2 separate regions of the Ovis aries genome follow, and region 1 is linked to region 2. A link is a contact called in public Hi-C data. All regions are on one chromosome and are shown on one strand. The core of a region is the stretch at or near the end of the contact, and the rest is flanking DNA. Distances in the headings are between cores, read along the strand shown. Region 1 has its middle 25 kb from the start of KLHL25. Region 2 overlaps AKAP13 (A-kinase anchoring protein 13).

Region 1 (5,570 bases), core at 585-3,084, 110 kb after region 2:
GTGGTGTTAGTGGTAAAGAACACCCCTGCCAAAGCAGGAGATGTAAGAGATTCGGGTTCGATCCCTGGATTGGGAAGATCCCCTGAAGAAGGAAATGGCAGCCTGCTCCAATATTCTTGCCTGGAGAAACCCATGGACAGAGGACCCTGGTGGGCTACAGCCCATGGGGTCTTAAGTTTATAAGCAACTTCCTCATTTCTCTTTGTGGGTGTAAAGCTTCCCATTGTTTTGAGGTACCATTGTTTCTTTTTCTATAAAGTTTTCTTTTTTTTAATGTGGACCATTTTTCAAAAAGTCTTTATTGAATTTGCTACAATACAGTTTCTATTTATGTTGTATTTTTTAGGCCCCCAGGCATGAGGGATTTTAGCTCCCTGACCAGGGATCGAACCCCAAACCCCTGCACTGGAAGATGAAGTCTCAACCATCGGACCACCAGGGAAGTCCCTTGATGTACCAGTGTTTATTCAATCCATTGCTATGGACGATATTTGGGCCCAGTCAGTTGCTATTACAGAATACCCTTGTGCACGTGTCTTTTTCATGCTGCTTCAGTAGATTTGCAGAAGCTGACCTTCTGGTCAAGAACACACACAGCTGCCCTCTGCCTTGGAATTGCTAAATTCCCCTTTGGAAGGATTATGCCCTGTTGCATTTCCTAGGTGAGGCTTCTCAAGAAAGATGATCAAGAGATCTGTTGTTCATGATCCGGGGTGCCTAAACGCCAGAACACAGAGCTTCTTTCCACTGGAACATTCCATTTCTTTAAGGGGAAGCTGTCTGAGGGTTTGCGTGGGGGAGGTATGTATTGCTTCCAGGCGTCAGTGTTTCCACATGTGCGTGTGTGAGGCGGTGAGTCCACTGGCTCCCTGGGCACATATTCTATAATTTTCTGTGTCAGCCTCACATTTCACTTGCACCAAGCATTTCTGAATCCTGAGTCTCTCTGTCTGCATGACATGCTGGGAGCCTCAGAGTGTAATAGCATTTAGGATATTCCTGGCTGGGACTTCTCACCCAGTAGTTACTATGGTGTCTCAGTGGGCTCACTATCTTGCAGGACTGTGCTGAAATCTCTTGCCTCTTTGTATCCCATCTCCTCATCTTTTCTTTTTTTTTGTATTTTTTCCATCTCTTTTCTATTGGGTGTTTGTACCTTTAAAATTAATTTAGTACCATTTTATTGGCTTGAGGCTGGAGAGGAGATGCATTGATGATATGATTTCACCACTTTGATCCAGAAGTGCACCAAAAATGTATAGAAGGTGATGCTGAAAATTTGCAGGATATGAGGGAGAGAATTAGGAAAAGAGAGGATTTTCTAATAAGGGCTTCTCTGGACCATGTGTTAAGCTGTACTTTCTGGTTTCTGAGAAACACGAGTGAAGGATTTGACTTTTTCTGAAATTGCTTTTGGTTCCCAGATGGATATATCATTGGCTGGGCCACCCAGCTTTTTAGCACATAAAGAATTATGAACAACTGAGTTAATTCTGAAAATTATTATAGCAGATCACATGCTTAAAATTTGGGTCCTGCTAAAATATTTGATTCAGTTATCCTGTCTCCTGACACATAAAGGATGCTTGAAATTTATTACAGAGCAATAAAACAAAAGCCTCCCAAACAAAAAACCACAAGGAATCTGCAGAATTCTGTTACACTTCTGACAATTTACTGGGGCATCTATGCATGCCCTAAGCGTTCTCAGATAACTTGCTTCTCCAAAGGCTAAGAGATGAAATGCACATTTGTTATTACAGACGATACACGTCTCATTCGCAGTTAACGATCTAACTACCATCTATCCAGGATCATACTTGTGTCAGCTGCTCTGCTTGGTCCTGAGAACAAGACGGTCCTTGTTGTCAGGGAATTTACAGTCTGGTGGGGGAGGAATGGGAGACAGGCCACAAAGAGATAATTATAAAATGTTGTGATATATGCTATTATAGTAAAATGTACAGAGGAGTCCAGGATTTAATTATCATAGTTAACAATGTACATTTTTATACACGCTTACTTTGACAGTGCATACATTAAAACTGGAGAAGTACTAAGAAAATTGGCTAGGTTCCTGAGCAGAGATGACTTAAAAACTCAGGCAGTAGCCTGTTGTAGTGGAAATTCGTCTGTACTTGGTCTCCAAAGGTCTGGGTTTGATCCCCATTTATACCTTTTGTTTCTATTACAAAGTCCCTTAACTGTCTCTGGGTGTCAGTGTCTTCATTTTTAACAAGGGGGGAGGTGGTGGACTTCCCTGGTAGTGAAGTGGGTAAGAATCTGCTTGCCAGTGCAGGGGGCACAGGTTCGATCCCTCGTCCGGGAAGATCCGCATGCCTCGGAACACTGAGCCCACGCCACAACTATGGAGCTTTCACTCCAGAGTCTGCGCTCTGCGGCTAAAGAAGCCACTGCAATGAGAAGCCCACACACTTCAACGAAGAGTGGCCCCCACTCTCCCTAACTAGAGAAACCTGGGCAAAGCAATGACGTTCTAATGCAGCTGAAACTAAATAAATAAAAATAAGGAGGGGAGGGCTACTTCCCTGGTCCACTGGTGAGGACTCTGCGTCCACTCCACTCTCCTCAACTAGAGAAACCCTGGGCGAAGCAATGATGTTCTAATGCAGCTGAAACTAAATAAATAAAAATAAGGAGGTGGGGGGGGGGGTGCTACTTCCTGGTCTACTGGTGAGGACTCTGCGTCCACTGCAGCAGACATGCGTTCAATTCCTGGTTGGTATGAAAACCCCACATGGCCAAAAATAAATAAATAAATTAGAATAAGATAAAAACAAGGGGAACGTTAAATGATGGCTGAGACCCTTCCATGATGAACATCTCAAGGGGTGAATTCCAGCTCCTCCCTGATGTGAACCCAATAGACTAATGTGAATGTCAGTGACTGCATTGCTGAGCTGGGCTGGATGAGTCCACGTAACCAACCAGGGTCTTCGTTAGGTGGCAGTGTTAGACGTGCAACGTACCTTTTGGGAAACTAAACTTGACAAGTTTAATGGCAGTGGGGCTACACTGCTCCTCATTTCTGAAACCAGAGTTGCAACGCTGCCAGGACCTTACACGCAGAGCAGAGAAAGCGCACACTCCCAAATGTTCATGGGCTAGGGCAGCTTACCAATTCCAGCTTAGGCTGGGGAATCAGAGGCTACTGTAAATTTGTGGATGGTGGCTCCAAGAATTGTAGGGAACCTGGCACTCAATATGAATTAGTTACTTGAATGAGAAAATGTTTATTTTGGTTCAATAAACATTTTTGAAAATTGAGCATCTATGTTGCCCAGCCAAGTTCATGCTCAGGTCTATGGGAAACTCAGAGGTGAACCCAGGTCTCTTTTGCATCAAAGTATTAGCATTCTACCCTCTGTCTCGATGAACTGACCTACTCTGGTTACTTGCTGTAAGGAGAATCACACAGCGTTTGTCTTTTTGTGACTGTCTCAGTTTCCACACTGCAACTGAGAAGAGAAAGACCCGCAGAGACAAAGACTGAAGCAAGCACCATTTTCTTCGACCACTTCTTGAGATCCGCAGAGCTGAAGGCCATCAATTTGCCATTCCAGGCAGACAGCACGGGGGAAGGACCATCAGATTATTTACTTTGTAAGCTGTGCCATTAGTCCTTCCAGATCACTGGGGTCCTTCCTCTCTTTGACATTGCACATTGCCAAAGTCTTCCATTGGTCAGCCTAGATTTCTGGCTTTTTAAGATTCAGTGTTTTTTCCTCCTTTTTTTTTTTTACCCCAGTTTTCATCAACAGATACACACGGACATAATAGGGACAGATGAACACAGTCCAGAGACGCCAGCATTTATGGAATAATGACTTAAGGGTGTCTGCAGTGAGCCCTTTTTACCCTAGAAGTTCTCCTTTATCCCATTTCCCATCGTCATGGCAACTTTGGGAGCTAACATCCGGTGCTACGTCACTCTCTGTGGCCATAGCTGATTGGTCTAGATTTCTTTTCTTTCTTTCTTTCTTTTTTTTTTTTTAGTTTTTTGATGAGGACCGTTTTTGAAGTCTTTGTTGAATTTGTTACAATACTGGTTCTGTTTCATATTGTGATTTTTTGGCTACAAGGCATGTGGGATCTTGGCTCCCCATCCAGGGATGGAACCTGGACCCCCTGCATTGGAAGGCGAAGTCTTAACAACTGGACCACCAGGGACGTCCCAGTGGTCCAGATTCATCTTGCAATAAGCTGGGCTAATTCAAGTTCTTTCCCAGAGACATCTACTGGGGAGGTAGAAAGGGACGACTCTTTTTTTGAAGCTTGATTGACGACTACCCATTCTGCAAGCTCGTGGTGGCCTGGTGGGTTACGTTGTAGAGGGGCTGGTCCGTAGCCAGAGGGAAAAGAGAAACTGGCATAAGCAAGAAGAGGGTATATTTGTTTCCAAGGGCTGATGTAGCAAATTACTACAACCCATGGGGCTTAAAACAACTGAAACTGTGCATAGTTGGAGGCTAGAAGTCCAGAATCGAGACGCCAGCCGAGCCATACTCCATCCGAAGTCTCTAGAAGAGGATCCTTCCCTGTCTCTCTTGTAGCTCCTGTTGGCAGTCCTTGGCATGTCTGTAGACACATCACCTCGATATTTCAGTGTGTGTCTTCACATCTTCTTTCTGCATCTGTTTGCATATCTTTTTTTTTAAAGAGAGATGTTGGTTTTGTTTCTTTTTGTCTGCACGTGGGCTCCCTTGTTGCAGCGCACGAGCCTCTCACTGTGGGGCTCCCCTGCTGCGGAGCACGGGCTCTTGGCCTCCAGCAGTTTCGGCTCAGGCTTTAGAGCACAGGCTCAGTAGGTGTGGCTCCTGGGCCTGGTTGCTCCCTGGCCTGTGGGCTCTCAGTTCCCTGATCAGAGAAGGAATCCACATCCCCTGCATCGGGGGGTGGATTCTTAATTACCAGACCACCAGGGAAGCCCTCTGCATGTCTTCTTATAAGCACACCAGTCATTGGATGAAGGCTCAACCGAGCCCAGTGTGACCTCACCTTAATTTTAACTAATCATACCACAAAGATTCTATTTCCAAATAAGACTGCATTCTGAGCTTCCAGGTCAGCATGAGTTTTGGGGGACACTACACAACCCAGGTACAGAGTGGGTGGCCCGAGGGCATCTAGAACCTTGATTTCAATGTGTTCTCAAGGCCAAAACCACATTCCAAGCTTTGTGTGTTCTCAGACAGGCCCATGTTCTGACAATAAATTCTCATTTGTGTTTAAACCTCCTTCAAGTTAGGTGACTACTGTTGTTTTTGTTCAGTTGCTCAGTTTGTGACCCCCTCCCACTCACCTCAACTAAAGAAAGCCCACGGGGCAATGAAGACCCAGTGCAGCCAAAAATAAAGTGAATATTTTTTTTAAAAAAGAGATTTTTTTTTTTTCAACTGCTTACCACCTGATTTCATGAGGTTAAACCAAATGGCCTGATTGGAATCACCCTCAGGCTCTTTTCCCAGCTGAAAACCCAGGGATCAACCCCACGTCTCCCGCATTAGCAGATGGTTTCTCTATCGCTGAGTGACTGTTACAGACAACCA
Region 2 (5,378 bases), core at 2,170-4,669:
AAAGGAAATTAGTCCTGAATATTCATTGGAAGGACTAATGCTGAAGCTGAAACTCCAATGCTTTGGCCACCTGATGTGAAGAAAAGACCCTGCTGCTGGGAAAGATTGAAGGCAGGAGGAGAAGGGGACAACAGGATGAGACTCGATGGACTTGAGTTTGGGCAAACTCCGGGAGTTGGTGATGGACAGGGAGGCCTGGCGTACTGTGGTTCATGGGGTCGCAAAGAGTCAGACAGAACTGAGCGACTGAACTGAACTGAAACTTTTAGGCTCAGATCGGTTTCTTCACTTCACTGGCCTCTTCTGTTGTTTTCCTGCAGTGTTTTCAGAAGATGACAGTGACTTTCCTTAGATTCCTGGCCTCTTTTCTCCTCCTCTTTCCACATGGACCTTCTTTTTCCTTCATCTCTGCTGCATCTCTCGTGCTCATTTTCTGTTCCACGTTCAGCTCTTTGTCCTTTCTGTGGAACACTGCTGCTCTAGAAAAGAACCGTGGCTGGTCGGGTTTGATAATTCAGATGCTCAGACTTCCTGTCCCCCTGACGTCACTACAGGAGGGGCAGAAAGCCTGCCACTTTCCACTGCTGTTCTCAGATTGGCACACCTCACTTCCTGGAGATTTCTTTTTGGCTGCTTCTGGTCTGACTGCAGGAGCCATGCTCCTTCCAGTAAATTACTCTGCCTTCCCTGTATCGTGCTCACTCAGTCATGTCCGACTGTTCGTGACCTTTTGGACTATAGCCTGCCAGGCTCCTCTGTCTATGGGGTTTTTCAGGCGAGGATACTGAAGTGGGTTGCCATTTCCTTCTCCAACCTTCCCTGTACCTTTTTACATTTCCTGGATCTCACGTGAATAAGGCTGGAGGTTTAATCTCTGCATTTCCAACAGAATCCAACTACAACACCTGTCCTTAGCTGAGAGCTTTCTCCAAACAAAGGAAGTCTCGTAGTCAGCTCTGAGATTTTCTGATCATCTTCCCTATGCATATAGTGTGTTAATCAGGAGATTTTCTTCTTCACATTGTAAGAAGAGATGTCAGTGTTGTGTGTTTACTCTCTTCCAGTGGAGATCCTGCAGGGTCTGGTGAGCGGCAGCCTAAGAGGCTCGCTTGGGCAGGTCGTCAGTAGCCCTGCAGAGCAGGAGGGCGTGGTCGGCCCTGTGTCCCTGCCCCGGAGAGCGGAGACCTTTGGAGGGTTTGACAGCCATCAGATGAATGCTTCAAAAGGTCAGTGGGGTGGCGGTGGTGGTGGTGGTGGTGGTGGTGTTTTAATATGATTGTATTTATTTATTTTTGGCGGTGCTAGGTCTTTGTTGCTGCATGGGGCTCCTGTCTGGTTTTGGTGTGTGGGTTTCTCACTGGTTTCTGCGGAGCTCCGGCTCTCAGGTGCACGGGCTCAGCTGCCTCGCAGCATGTGGGATCTTCCTGGATCAGGGATGGAACCCAAGTCTGCTGCACGGGCAGGTGGATTCTCGGCAGGGAGGCCCCTCGGTCAGCGGTGTTGAGCTCATGTGCTCTTCTGGGCAGTCCTTCATCACAGCGAGAAACCCTCTGTACTCAGTGGCTCCATCGCCTCTGTCCCGCTCAGACAGGAAAGGTTTTAGTGAGTTCCTAAGTATCCAGCTGCTGGAACTCAGGGACCTCCATCTGCGTCGAGTTCATTTTGAGTAATAAAAGATTTTCCTGGGATCTCAGCTAAGCTATAGCCAAAGAGGCAATAAGACTGGTTTTTTCCTTTCTGCTCCTAGTTCTTCTGTGTCAGTAAACCTGTTTAACAATCATGCGGCTTCCCTTCTGCCAGCATCACTGGGGTTCGGGAGTATTTTGCACCGAAGCTGTGCATATAGTATTTTCTTGACTAATCTGTTTTGCGACTTGAAACAATACTAATTTGTTTGTGTAGGAGGTGAGAAGGAGGAGGGAGATGATGGCCAGGACCTCAGGAGGACCGAGTCGGACAGCGGTCTGAAAAAGGTATTTCTTCCTAGGAGACCCTCCTTCCCTGCGTCCTCCCGGGCCCTTCCTCTAAGCGCGGCATCTTGAATTTAGTCCACCGTGATTGTGTTTGGACGCCCAGTTTGCCCTTTTAATTTCCTGCTTCATCTTGAGAGGAAAGCATGTTTCAAAGCAAACAGCACCATTCTGGGCCCCGTGTTCTTGGCCGTCAGGCCTCTCTGGTTCTGGACATCGCGTTCCGGCACACAGCTCTGCCGGCGGACCGGTTCCACTGAGAGCCCTGTTTAAACACACACCGCCCCCACCTGAACTCATCGCAAGGCTTCCGCAACAGTTCAGCGTCCCCTCTTCACTGCCCTAATGTAGAAAGAACGAACATGGGACGTCACAGCATAAGTTAGACACACAATGACTATAATTTTTGCCTCAATCTTCATTTTCTTTACGTGCACTTTTTTTATTGTTTTATAGGGTGGAAATGCTAACCTGGTATTTATGCATAAGAGAAACAGTGAGGTAAGGACACTCTGAGCTCTTCAAAGAGTAGGACTTTGTTGTAGTTGCTGGGTTGAGCCTGTTCGTTTCTGCTTTGCTGGGGTGAGCAAACTGCTGTCGTCGGCCCCAGGGCATCGTCCTGTCAGTTTTTTGCCAGAAAATCGCTGCCTCCTAAGCCAGCCTCTGCTCCTCTGTCCTTGAGAAGCCCGTTGCTTTCTCTGAACGTGGGCCGCGAAGCTCCCACCGTGGCTTCTCCATCCACTCACGCTGAGCAGAATTTGTCGCCAGCCTGGCTGTAACTTTAACCTGGCACCAAAGCTGCAGTGTGAAGCGTGGCAGAGGAACTTGTGAGTGATTCTGCCCAGTGACTCCAGTTGAGTTTTCTTCTCTGAGCACTGCTTCTGACTCCATATGTCACTTTAAAAAGTAGCCCAGGCGTCCCCTGGCAGAGACCAGGTTCCCTGCCTTCCACCGACCCTGCAGGGTAAGCCAGGTCTTTCACCATCTCCCCATCTCCTTGGGTTCCTCTGAGGAAATCCTCCTGAAGGCTCCAAGCTTAGTTGACTCTGCACATGTGACATTGTCAGCAGGCTGGAGCTGGACCCGGGACAGGGAGGGGCAAGGGTGTACCTCGCAGGCTGTGCTCTGCGCTTCTCTCTGCTTTTCATAGAACACCGTAAAATCCCTGAGGGGCTTCGTTTCAGAATTTCAGATGCAGGGAATCGTTCCTTTTTCCCCTAAACACAGACGGCTGTTTGTCTTCTGTGTTGGCCTCTTAGTGTGCACACTGTGGCACCCTGAAGGAAGCCCCTTCAGTGAATGAAGTAAACCTGCTTTCACACAGACTGCCCCACTCCTGTGCTGCTTAAAAAGCAGCCCTTTAGTTGTTTTTTCCACTTACCAACTCCCCCCACCCCACCCCACATTGAGTAAGAAGAGTTGGGTAAGAGATCACAGGAGATGAGTGGTTTCCAGGCATTCCAGCACGGACTGCACACTGCAGGTGCTCAGCCAGAGTCAGCTGGCCGGCTGGGACTTCTCCTTCTCTCTGTTAATTAAGAATAAAGTTAAATGAGGGGCAAAAAGTATTCTCCGAAGAGCTAAGCCTGATAATTAAGTTTTTGTGTTTTCGAATAAGATAAAAGGAATACATGGTTCATGGTAGAAGACTGGAAAACCATCCAATAATGTAAAACAGGAAAACAATAAGTAAATAGCCTACCCCTGAGAAATAGCTACTATTATTAAATGTGTGGTGCTCTATTTTCAGCCTTTTCTTCCACAGGACATGTATTTATGTGTCTAAGTTTCTGTGAGTGTGAATTGCATAAAAATAGTTTGGCACAGTTTGTTTCAATACTCCCTGGAACTTCATATCCTGATTTTTTTTCTCTTAACACTTGAGAAGCATTTTCCTGAGACGTTTGTACAAAACATGCTATTTAACAGCTGTATATTATTATGCTAGTTGCCATAATTTAATCTTTCCAACGGTCAATTCTTTCTCTGCTTTTTTGCTTTGTAAATGATGCAGCCAAGAGCATCCTCATACCTTTTTTTTTGGCAAGGCTATATTATTTCCTCAGCATGCCATCCTCTCCCTAAAAAGGTTATACTGCATCCAACCGTGTCAGTACAAGAGGATTCATCCATTCTCATCATGCTTTCACCAACACTGGGAATTCTTTTTTAATTGACGTTTTGTTGGCTTGATAATTTCAAGTAGTTACTTCTTAATTTTTGCATTGTTCTGACTTGAAATAAGGTTGACTCATTTTCAATGTTACATCTTCGACCATTTGTATTTCTTTTGTGAATCGCAGGTTTATGTTCCTTGCCTGTTTTTCTACTAGAATGTTTTTTCTTTTGCTTATTAATCTGAGAGCCTTTTTTAAATCAAAGATTTTGTTTGTTTGTTTTTGCCTCATTCTGTTCACTGTCTTCTTTGCCAGATTTTTATTTTATATTTTTATATAGTAAAAGTTGAAATTTCGTGTGTGTGTGTGTGTGTGTGTGTGTGTGTGTGTTCTTTCTTGTTGCTGTCTTTGAAAAGCCTTCCCCGTTTCAAAATGAAAAACATTCTCATATTTTCTTATAGCTCACTGAATTTTTTTTTCTGTGAGGCTGGATCCCAACTTAAGTTCTTCCAAAGATTTACCCAGTTTCCTCAAAATAATTGACTGATATTCTTTCCTTCTCCATTGACTAGAAATGCTTCTTATCTCCTACACTAAATGCTGTGGTTTGCTTCTGAGCTTTCTGCTGGGTTAAATTGGGATGTATGCCATTTTTGTACCAGTCATTTTAAATAATTGGAGCTTTATGATACTTTTCACTGTACGTAACTCCTCCCCCACACGGTTGCGCTTGTCTGATCTTATCTTGTTTCTCTTGGCTACTTGGGCACTGGCTTACTCTGTGTGGCACTTCCAGTTTGAAAGTGCTTGATTGAGTCGCAGGCCCCTTGCTGTGGGGTAGGGTGGCTTCCCGTCGGGTGGCGCACAGCGTGCTGGGGTCTGAGGTGACGGCTTGCTGATTCCTTTTGCAGCAGGTCATCCAGAGCGTCGTCCATCTCCACGAGCTCCTCAGTGCTCTGCAGGTACGTGCCTTTTCTCCTTTGTCCCTTCACTTCCTAGTTGAGAGGGAGACCAGCAAGGGTGTGGCTGGCCTGGATCTTTGAGGTTTATACATTTCTTATGGGTAAATACAGCCCTCAGACAAGAGAGACTAGCTCTCATGATGAGAAAGCTTCCAAAAGGCAGTGGTTAAGATCCCCTGGCGGAGGCACTGGCAACCCACTCCAGTATTCTTGCCTGGAGAACTCCATGGAGAAAGGAGGCTGGTGGGCTTAGTCCATGGGGTCACAAAGAGTTGGAAATGACTGTGCAACTTACACTACACTACAGAGTCTCACTGATCTTCTGAGAC

What was found. Hi-C and Micro-C count contacts between places; a contact is called where the count stands out from the background.
Region 1: a Hi-C map of tail adipose tissue shows a contact between it and region 2, with 5 times the contacts expected there. The contact joins two enhancer-like sites. A contact is called at or near these places in 6 of 16 Hi-C or Micro-C datasets (hypothalamus, mixed tissues, muscle and 2 more).

The regions. Positions count from the first base shown.
Region 1 is chr18:16,039,202-16,044,771 of ARS-UI_Ramb_v3.0, forward strand. No RefSeq gene overlaps it. Among named protein-coding and RNA genes, the nearest start is that of KLHL25, 25 kb to the left of the region's middle. Within about 2 kb of position 1,835, at least 6 of the 54 cell types and tissues checked have an H3K27ac peak or open chromatin away from gene starts, as enhancers often do.
Region 2 is chr18:15,925,567-15,930,944 of ARS-UI_Ramb_v3.0, forward strand. AKAP13 (A-kinase anchoring protein 13) reads left to right here. Exons shown (of 39, transcript XM_060402005.1): 33 at 1,065-1,226; 34 at 1,903-1,973; 35 at 2,427-2,471; 36 at 4,999-5,049. Among named protein-coding and RNA genes, the nearest start is that of TRNAW-CCA, 82 kb to the left of the region's middle. Within about 2 kb of position 3,420, at least 6 of the 54 cell types and tissues checked have an H3K27ac peak or open chromatin away from gene starts, as enhancers often do.